Regions from separate parts of the Mus musculus genome. Here region 1 is linked to region 2. The links are chromatin contacts, called in public promoter capture Hi-C maps. All regions are on one chromosome and are shown on one strand. Each heading gives the region's core, a stretch centred on a gene start, on an enhancer-like site or on the middle of the called end of the contact. The rest is flanking DNA. Distances are from core to core; before and after follow the strand shown.

Evidence for each region. Promoter capture Hi-C pulls out the DNA fragments that hold promoters and counts their contacts.
Region 1: a promoter capture Hi-C map of pre-B cells shows a contact between it and region 2. The contact joins the promoter of Zfp128 here to the promoter of Zfp444 in region 2. A contact is called at or near these places in 3 of 39 promoter capture datasets (cranial neural crest, frontonasal cranial neural crest and pre-B cells) and 1 of 484 Hi-C or Micro-C datasets (CD4 T cells).

The regions. Positions count from the first base shown.
Region 1 is chr7:12,878,240-12,882,925 of GRCm38.p6, forward strand. It overlaps Zfp128 (zinc finger protein 128), which reads left to right and starts at 2,939. Exons shown (of 4, transcript NM_153802.4): 1 at 2,939-3,121. The coding sequence starts at 3,056.
Region 2 is chr7:6,169,686-6,174,737 of GRCm38.p6, forward strand. It overlaps Zfp444 (zinc finger protein 444), which reads left to right and starts at 2,828. Exons shown (of 4, transcript NM_028316.3): 1 at 2,828-2,889.

The sequences.
Region 1 (4,686 bases), core at 1,689-4,188, 6.7 Mb after region 2:
TCCTGAATGACTAGATATTGAGTTTTGAGCCTGGTTATCTGGGTCAATTTCTCCCTCATTCCTAGGGTTGAGTGTTGCTCCCTTGAGAGCTTTAAGATTTACTATCCTTGTCTGTGGGAAGCCATTGCAGAGTGGCAGTTACAGAGTGGCAGTTGCAGAGTGGCAGTTGCAGAGTGGCAGTTGGCTACTGCTGGCCACCACACATACATAGGCAGTAAAGGTTCTTTTGCCAAGATGAGGTTTTGAGAATTAACCAAAGTTAACCAATCAGATGAGAGACAAGTTAACCAATCAGATGAGAGACAAGTTAACCAATCAGATGAGAGACAAGTTAACCTATCAGATGAGAGACAAGTTAACCAATCAGGTGAGAGAGAACGCCTCTCCTAGGCCTATATAAGCAGCGCCAGTTCTGGGCTTGGGGTCACTTCGACTCTGCAATCAAGCTCTCCCAATAAACGTGTGTGGAAGGATCCTGTTGCAGCATCGTTCTTCCTGGCCAGTCAGGTGCACGCAAGACTTGCCAAATTTGGATCAACTTTCCTTAGCCTAATGTTTTCCTTTTTTTTTTTTTTAACATCATAGACAAAGGTAAGAGGCAGGATTACTAGAATACTTTTGCATTCATTTTTCAAATGTCTTTTATTTCCCAATTCAAAATAAGACCCTTTTTGAAAAGGTTTTTGAATAGCTTCTACAGTGGCTGCTACAACTTGAGAGAAGCTGCCAATAGCTTGAGTGGCTGTTAGCCAATTTCTAACAATCACCATGTTTTACTGGTGCTGTAGCAACTCTACACTGGTGGCTCCATCAAACCCAACCTGCCTGATCAGGTTTATCACCATCAAAGTTTTCACCAAATTGTGCTGTGCTTAAATATGCCTAAAATAAACTATTTGGGGTCAGACTTCCAAAGTTTGAACCAACACTAACTACTTAGTCCTGTTGTGCCTGAGCTACCCTTTAGCCTCCTGTGGATCATTACTTTGCTGGCTCTGGTGACTGCAAGGATTCCGGCAGGTCCCAGTGTCATACTTCCTCCAGCATGGTTGCACCCCAAAGAGCATCATCCCCAACTGTTCTAATGCCTGAGACTACAGGGAAATATCTCATTCAAACCCACTGCACTGCTTGAAACTGAGGCAGGTGAGCATAGGAGATAGTTTAGTACACTAAGACCCCCATCCCCTATTTGATTTGAGATTATGAAGACACAGTCCTCTTGCAGTAACACACTTGGGAGCCTTCAGTGTCACATACTATACACACACACACACACCTCTCCAAACAATGCCTCTAGTAACCTCAGAACTTCTAGCTATATCAGGCTACCCATACTTCCATCTCTGAACAGTAGTATAAGTTTTCCCGTCCTTGGCAATGTTCAAATTAGACAGTTTCCATTCAAGTATATTCTCAGCATTGTCTGTGTATGAAGAATGGAAAAGCTGATCTGGCCTGACCTAGTTTCAGATGCATACACAAGAAAGGAAAACTGTGCCCTCTGTTACTTTTAGGGAGACCCTCCTATTTACCTTATGCTGATACATAAGGGCACACTTATGTTTAAAATCAGATGCATTATAAAAAGGACATGCACAGTAGAGAAAACGAATATATGACTTACTCTATCAATCAGAGTAGAGAACCACCCAAACTACATATCTAGTAATCAGCACCCCCTTCTCCTGAACCCTATAAAAGGAAGCCCTGAGCAATAATCTGGACACTGAGAATCTTCACTCCCATAACTCATTGTCAATCTTTAATAGCATACCTACATAATATGTAATTTCACTTTTACTCAAATAACATTATCTTACTTTTTTTCTGTAAGCTCTTAAATTCAATTCTTTGGAAAAGAGGCCAAGAACCTAGAAATGCCCAGCCCAGACCCAGAGCACCAGTTATGACACTACTGTCATTGTCAGACTGGTGAGGAAGATGCCAGGAGAGAACAAAGGAAACTACTAGGCTGAAAGGAGGGAGAGACAGAGAAGGGAGGATGAGAATAAAAGGACCTGCTGTTTGCTGGACTGCAGCTCTGTATTAGAGCACTTACCACTCTTGCATAAAGACCTAGGTTCAATATCCAGTACTGGGGAGTGGGGATAGTGGAGGAAGGGCAGAGCCTGCTGTTCTACACCTGATAGTCTCTGTCTCTTTAAGGGTATAGTGTATTTTTGGTCTTTTTCTATTACATCATCAACCTAGTGAAAACTAGCAAAAGCCCATTGTTTCCTTCCTTCTTTCCTTCCTTCTTTCCTTCCTTTCTCTCTTTTCCTCTTTCTCTCTTTCCTTCTTTCTTTCCCTTTTCAAGGCAGGGTTTTGTAGCCCTGGCTGTCCTGGAACTCACTCTGTACACCAGACTGGGCAGGAATCAGAAATCTGCCTGCCGGGCAGCCGGGTGTGGTGGTGCACGCCTTTAATCCCAGCACTCAGGAGGCAGAGGCAGGCAGATTTCTGAGTTCGAGGCCAGTCTGGTCTACAAAGTGAGTTCCAGGACAGCCAGGGCTATACAGAGAAGAAACCCTGTCTCGAAAAACCAAAAAACCAAAAAACAAAACAAAACAAAAAAACCAACAAAACAAAAAATTCCAGCAGCAGGTCAGATTGACCAATTCTAACACCAAGACCTTGCCGCTGCGCGCCCAACTCACGGTGCAGATGCATATATGCCCTGAACTCAGCCGTCAGGGCGGGAGGATTATTTTCCAGGCAACTCGAAGCCCAAGTGATGCCCGCACCCGCAGGTAACGGAATGTAAGCTGACCTCTGCTGGTACCCAGACCTGATCCTTAAACAAGACCTGTGAGTGGTTGCACTCCCTTAGACCAGAGGCCAGGCCTTCCCCGATTGGTCAACGTTGGGCTGGCGCTAGCTTCCATTGGTTAAGTGCTGCGTCTCGGCGCGTGGCCTTCTGGGAATTGTAGTCTCAGTGTCCCTGGCGCTGCCGCCATTGTCCAGCGGGAGGCCAGTCGGGTGGTCCCCAGGACGGGGCTGAGTTTAAAATTAGGGTGTCCTTGGACGTCTGTGGCTAACCTGTTGGCCTGGAATGGACCACCAGGACAAAGCAGCAACAGTGGCAATGGCCTCGCGGCCGCAAGCAACACAACTTCAGGTAACAAAAAGGACAGATTGGACTCCGAGTCCTGCTGTCCCCGACAGAGTGACCTGTAACCCGCGGCGCTTTTTCCACAAGAGAAACAAGCGCTGTGGCTCAGCCTCCGAGCCTGGGTCCAAATCTAGTTCCCTCTGTGTGCATGCTTCAGCCTCCTGTCTGCGTGCCATGGGGTGGAGGGGAGGAGGGTGGTCATTTCCCTGAGGACTGACAGGCTCTGCTCAGGGGTTCGATCCCACTCTGGCCAACGCCCTCCCATTTATCCCGAAAGACGGTTCTCGGAGATGACAGGTGACTGGCTAGCATTACAGAGCAACCACATTGCGGGTACGGTCCTCAAAACATGTCCTAAGGCGCAGAATCAACCGACTTTTAAGGGAACCTCCGCACCATGACCCCTATTTTGCAAGTAAGGCATAACTTCACGGGGCAGAGGTACCAAGTTAGGAAAACAGAAGTAACTAGTAAGGGTCACGCCCTTCTGGGCCTTGGGAAAACTGGTAGGTGTGGCTATCAGTGTTTGTCTAGCTCCTGATCATCAAAGTCTGCACTTGTAGACAAATTGCTTATTCTGTTCACCGTAGTTCACCTAGCAGAAGCCAAGACCATTTCATACATAAGTTCTGCAACTTTGAAATTATGCTCTGGAGGTCAGGAGGTGGGTATTTGGTTTGCTTGGGGGAAATTTGCGTTAATTACATTTGGTGTGAAAAGTAAGCTTATGATAGTCTTAGATTGCAAATGATCAGATTCATGTCATCTCAGTTTTTCATGAAATGTGACCAGAGTGTAGAACTGAGAACTGAGGCCTATCAACAGCTATATGAATGAGCCATAGTGAAGGTGGATTCGCCAGCCCCAGTCAAGTCTCAGGTAACCGTCATGAGGCTGACAGTTTGTCAAGGAGTAAGCGATGAGACGGGCGGGAAAAGAGGTGTGTTTAATCAATCTGTTGTCGTGTTTCAGGTAGTACACACAAAACGTAGTGAGACCTGAAATAAACACTACTTCATGGTTTCTGATGGGGTAGGAAATCAAGAGTGACTTAGTTTATGGATCTACCCTAGGCTCTTAAAGTTATATTCAAAATGACAGTCCAACAGTTATTACTTGAGACTTATCAGAGCCTAGAAGACCCACTGTCAAGATAGTTCATTCACATGCTGTTGGCAGGAGAACTCAGTGTTTCTCCTTGTAGGCCTTGCTATGAAGCACTTAGGTCTCACTGTGTAAAGTGAAGTTTCCTATAGAGTGGTGTGATCCAGAAGATGGCAAGGTAGAAGCTGTGTTGTCACCTGTGACCTCAGCTCAGACTTTATGCTGTCATTTCCACAGTATCCTATCAGTTATAGAAGTCAGCATGGTTGCATGCAGATCGGGGGTGGGGAGGGGAGGGGGGGTTACTAAGGGGCCATTTTGGAGACTAGCCTCCACAGGAGCAAGGACCAAATAAGGAGACCCTAGAGGTCTAGTACATTAGTTTCTTGTGGTTGCTGTAGCAAGTATTTACAAAATGTGTGGCAAAAGACAATGTACATTGTAAGCCAAGAGTGGTGACGCATGCA
Region 2 (5,052 bases), core at 1,578-4,077:
GATGTGAACAAAGACACTGCATTTGGAACAGGAACTTGGATCTGAGAGAGTCAGACATGTGGGTGACCGTACAGGAGAAACTCAAAGTGTATATTGGACGGTTTTAAACAAGAGATAAAATCCCTCCTGTGTCTAAAGGAACCCTCTCATGCATGGAGAAGCAAAATGGTCCATATTCATACAACCGAATCTTATTTAGTTCTGTTCTTTGCAGTGCTAGGGATGAACTCAGGGCCTTAAAACATGTTAAGCAAACTTTTTAATACTAAGCCATGTCCCAGACTTTGTTGCTGTTTTCTTTTTTGTTTGTTTGTTTGCTTGTTTGTTTTAAGTTCAGTGGCTGGAGATATGGTTCAGTAGTGAAGAGTGCTTGTACAACACCCCCATACACATAAAATAATTTTTTTTTGAGACAGGTTTCTCTGTGCAGTCCTGGCTGTCCTGGAACTCACTCTGTAGACCAGGCTGGCCTCGAACTCAGAAATCCACCTGCCTCTGGCTCCCAAGTGCTGGGATTAAAGGCGTGCACCACCATGCCCTGCTTGATAAATTAATTTTTAAATAATATATATGTACACACACACACACACACACACGTAAGTCAGTTATTTTCTTCTGCCATATGGTTGCCAGCATCAAAGCTTGCCCCGCCTGGCAGCAAGCACTTTTACTTAGCTGAGCCATCTCAGGTTTTTGAGAAAGAGTCTCATGTAGCCCAAGCTGGCTTCAAACTCACTGTATAGTGGAGGGGAAGACCTCAACCTCCTGATCTTCCTGTGTCCACCTCCCACGTGCTGAGATTACAATTTTCAGTTTTACAAAGGAAGGAAATTGGGCCACTGAGATCGCTCAGTGAGTAAAGGCACCCGCAGCCAAGCCTGGTATCCTGCTTTCAATCCCGTCTCTGCCTGGGGAAAGAGAACCAACTCCTGAAAGCAGCCCTCTGTCCTCCACGTAACAAACTGTGACACGCATACACACTCATACCCCCCCCCACACACTGTCCTCCACGTAACAAACTGTGACACACATACACACTCATACCCCCCCCACACACACACTGTCCTCCACGTAACAAACTGTGACACGCATACACACTCATACCCCCCCCCACACACACACTGTCCTCCATGTAACAAACTGTGACACGCATACACACTCATACCCCCCCCACACACACACACACTAAATCACAATAAATATGTAGTAAAAAAAAAAAAAGCCAATATAGATAAACGTGAAAATAAAGCTGGGCATGGTAGTTCACACTTCAAATTCTGGCATTCTGGAGGCGGAGGCAGAGGATCATCCTTAGCCAGACAGTGAGTTGGAGACTAATCTGGGCTACAAGAGACTCCGTCTTAAAAAAGTTTTAAATCATATACGAAAAGAATCCAACTAGTATGTGAAAAGCACCACTAGGAAAAGAATGTGGTATTGCAGGCTCGCTCTTCAAATAGCAAAGCAGCTTGTGTGGTTAGCACACTTACCAAGATGAGGGACAGAGAGGGCAGAGAGGTGGGACAGGATTAAGTTTAGCTGTTGTGGGGATAGATCCGTCTCTAAGCTGTAAACTAGTGAGTAAATAGAAACTAGGGCAATGGTATTGTCCATCCACGAATTTGGTAAGGACAATAACAACTCTGCTTCACATGATTTCCTTTGTGTGCCAATGTCACCTTTTTTCGAAGTCCAGTGAGGAGGGGAGAGTCTCTGTCTGCCCCACTAGCTTGTAAGAGCCATCTATCACGTAAACAGAAAGTCTCATAACCTTCTTGCGCTCCTGCGAGTACGTGTGTATGTGGTGCGTTGGGGTAGTAGGTAGGGGTAGGGCTGGAAAGATGACAAAGAGGTTAACAACGAAGCACAAGCTATTCTAGACGTCCTTCTAGCACCTACATGTGGCTCACAACCGTCTGTAATACAGGTCTAAGGGAATCCCACGCCGCTTTCTGGCCTCCGTGGGTACTGCGAGCACATGGTGCACCGACTCAGCGAAACACCCATACATATTACAAAGAGCAAACTCAAAACCTTCTTGCCTTTTCTGAGGTAGGGAAACTGAGGCTTCAGTGTCCGTAGGGGGCTACACAAGCGCCGTTTGACACGTAATATTTTCCTTCCTATTCACAAGACGGGAAACTGAGGCTAGAGAGTGGACTGACAGTATGGGACGAGCGAACTAATTCTCAGAGGTCAGGTTTCGTTGACCAGCCTCAACCTTCCTTTAACCTAGTACTGGAGCGGGAGGGCGATACTGCAACTGTTGTCAAGGAGACGGATCTCCCACTGCTGATCTGAGGAGAACTCTGGCATAGCCTCCACGACCTCCTCTATAGGCGCTTAAAGGTCCTGGAGGCGGGTCTCCCAAGTGTGCTGCCTCCCCCGGTTTCCACGACAACGAAACCACAGATTCCTCTTATCCCTCCCCGACCCGTCCGCGTTTGCCAGAAGTCAGCCGGCGGGGTGTCTTGTGAGGGATGGTAGAGGAAGGAAATCCACGTGAAATCTGGGAAATGTAGTCCAAAATCAGAAGCGCTCTGTTTGCGCCTGTGTGAGCCAATAGGAATCGGGTTTTCTTCTTTACACTTTAAGAAATGTAGTTTTCTGGCTAGCTCGGGACGCACGAGCGTACAGGACTCATCACAGTAGGGCTAATGGAAAGCCGCTTTGTCGCGATGTTTCTTGGGAGATGTAGTTTCCAGCTGGGAGAGGTGGGAAGTGTTGGGTAGAATTAGCGATTCCTAGTGTAGAGAGTGAGGGGACGTGGGGGCGGGGAAGTACGGGTGAATTTGGCGCAAAGCCTGCTGGGGCATGGAGTCCCGATGAGCTTTGTGCGCATGTGCGGGAAGGTGAGGTTGTTTGGGGGGCCTCGCCCAGGAGAGTGAGGTGAGCTAGAGGGAAAAGGAAGGGCTGGGGAGTCCGGTGTACGGGGAACGGGCGGACCACGGGGAGGGGTACCCAGGTCTGGAGGAGGGAGAGGAAGGGAGGGATGGGCGGCTTGGGGGAGGGGGATGATAGGAGGCTGGAGGTGGGGTTCTGGGGGCGGGCCGGGGAGCGGGAGGAACGCGAGATGCAGACGCGGGAGAGTTGGAGGCCTGGGGAGGCTGGGCAGCGGGAGGGGGCTGGGATGTTCGAGGGGGAGCCCTGGGATGGTTGGAAACTGAGAGTGGAGTGGAAGTTGGACCCCACTGAGAAATCCTGGGGCGCCGGGACCTCTAACCTCTTCGAAAAGGATTGCGGGAAGGGGTCTATCCAGGGGCACCGTGCCATAGCAGCGTAGACCGGTGCAGGTGGCTAGTCCTGTGTGCTGGTCACACGTTCACACGCACTTCTGTCGAGTTGAGGTTCTGGAGGATAAGTATTTCTTCATTACAAGCGTATCCGCCTCATTAGCTTGTCGCGAGAGGCGAAATTCATTAATGTGCAGAAGGGGCTTGGAGACAGGTTTTAACAGGATAAGAGGGACTTAAATCTCTCGGTTCTGATCCTCCTGGCTCAGCCTCTCACGTGCTCAGATTACAAGCGTTGGCCTAGTTTTTTTGTTTTGTTCAGGGTTTTTGTTGTTGTTGATGATGGTGTTTTGGGTATGGTCTCCTGTAGCCCAGGCTGGCCTTAATCACACTCGAGAGCCATGCCAAGCTTTAAACCGGTGAAAGTAATTGAATTTAAAAACAAACAAACAAAAATACTCATCTTAACTTTTTTTTTTTTTTTTTTTGGTTTTTCAAGACAGAGTTTCTCTGTATAACCCTGGCTGTCCTGGAACTCACTCTGTAGACCAGGCTGGCCTTGAACTCAAATCCGCCTGCCTCTGCCTCCCAAGAGCAGGGCTTAAAGGCATGAGCCACCACTGCCAGTCTTCACTCCTTTTTATATGCTATTTTAACACCTATTCCAATTTACAATTTAGTCTTGGGCGCTTGTTTCACAGTGGCTTTACGTAAATGACTCACAAGGAGTTGGAGGGTTAATGTGTGTTGATAGTAAATGCAATAGGTGGGGTTTGTTTATTGCCAGGTGGTGTTCTGGGTACTTTTTTTTTCTTTTAATGATTTATTTTTATTTTAACGTGCATCCATATTTTGCCTGCATATGTGTTTACTGCATCCTCTGATTCTAGAGTTTCAGTTGTGAGCTGCCATGTGGGTGCTGGGCATTGAACCCAGGTCCTCTGGAAAAGCAGCAACCAGTACTCTTAACTGCTGAGCCACCTCTCCAGCCATGCTCTGGGGTACTTTTTTGCTCTTTATTTTACTTGACTTTCCAACCTCGATTATTGCTCCCATTTTACAGCCAAGGAGATGGAGATTAGTCTTTGAAAGGAGCAGTTGTTCTTTGACCGAGGACACATTGCTGGTACGCAGCTGGAATCGGTTCCAATTCCGAAGCCCTTGTCCTCTGAGTAAATATTTGGTGAGTTGTGCAGCTCAGGGCACAGAGTGCCCAGTGCAGATTCCTGGCCTTTTGAAGGACCATTGATGGATTCAGAGAGAATGAACATCAGGGTCGAAGTGTAGGAGAGAGAGGTAGAAGAAGGGGACACTGAAAGTTACGCATTTAATAGAATAAAAGTAAAACGAAAACAAACCAAAAACAGATGCTGGGGAGATGGCTCAATGGGCTAAAGTACAAGCTGAGGACAATCAGAACTGGGTAAAGGTTGAGCAGCACAAGGGCACCTCAGTGTGTGTTCACTGGCTTCTCATCGCAGATGAAAAGGCAGGCTTTAGGTTCCATAAGAGACTTTTAAAAAGGAAGGTAAAGGGGCTGGAGGGATGGCTCAGCGGTTAAGAGCACTGGCTGCTCTTCCAGAGGTGCTGAGTTCAATTCCCAACAACCACATGGTGGCTCACAACCATCTGTAATGGGATCTGATGCCCTCTTCTGGTGCATCTGAAGACAGCAACAGTGTACTCATATACATAAAATAAATAAATAAATCTTTTAAAAAAAAAAAAAAAGGAAGGAAGATAAAGAAACCCTAACCTCGACCTCAGGCCTCCACAGGCAACGCGCACGGAATGCGCTTGAGTGCCCACCCCCTCCAGA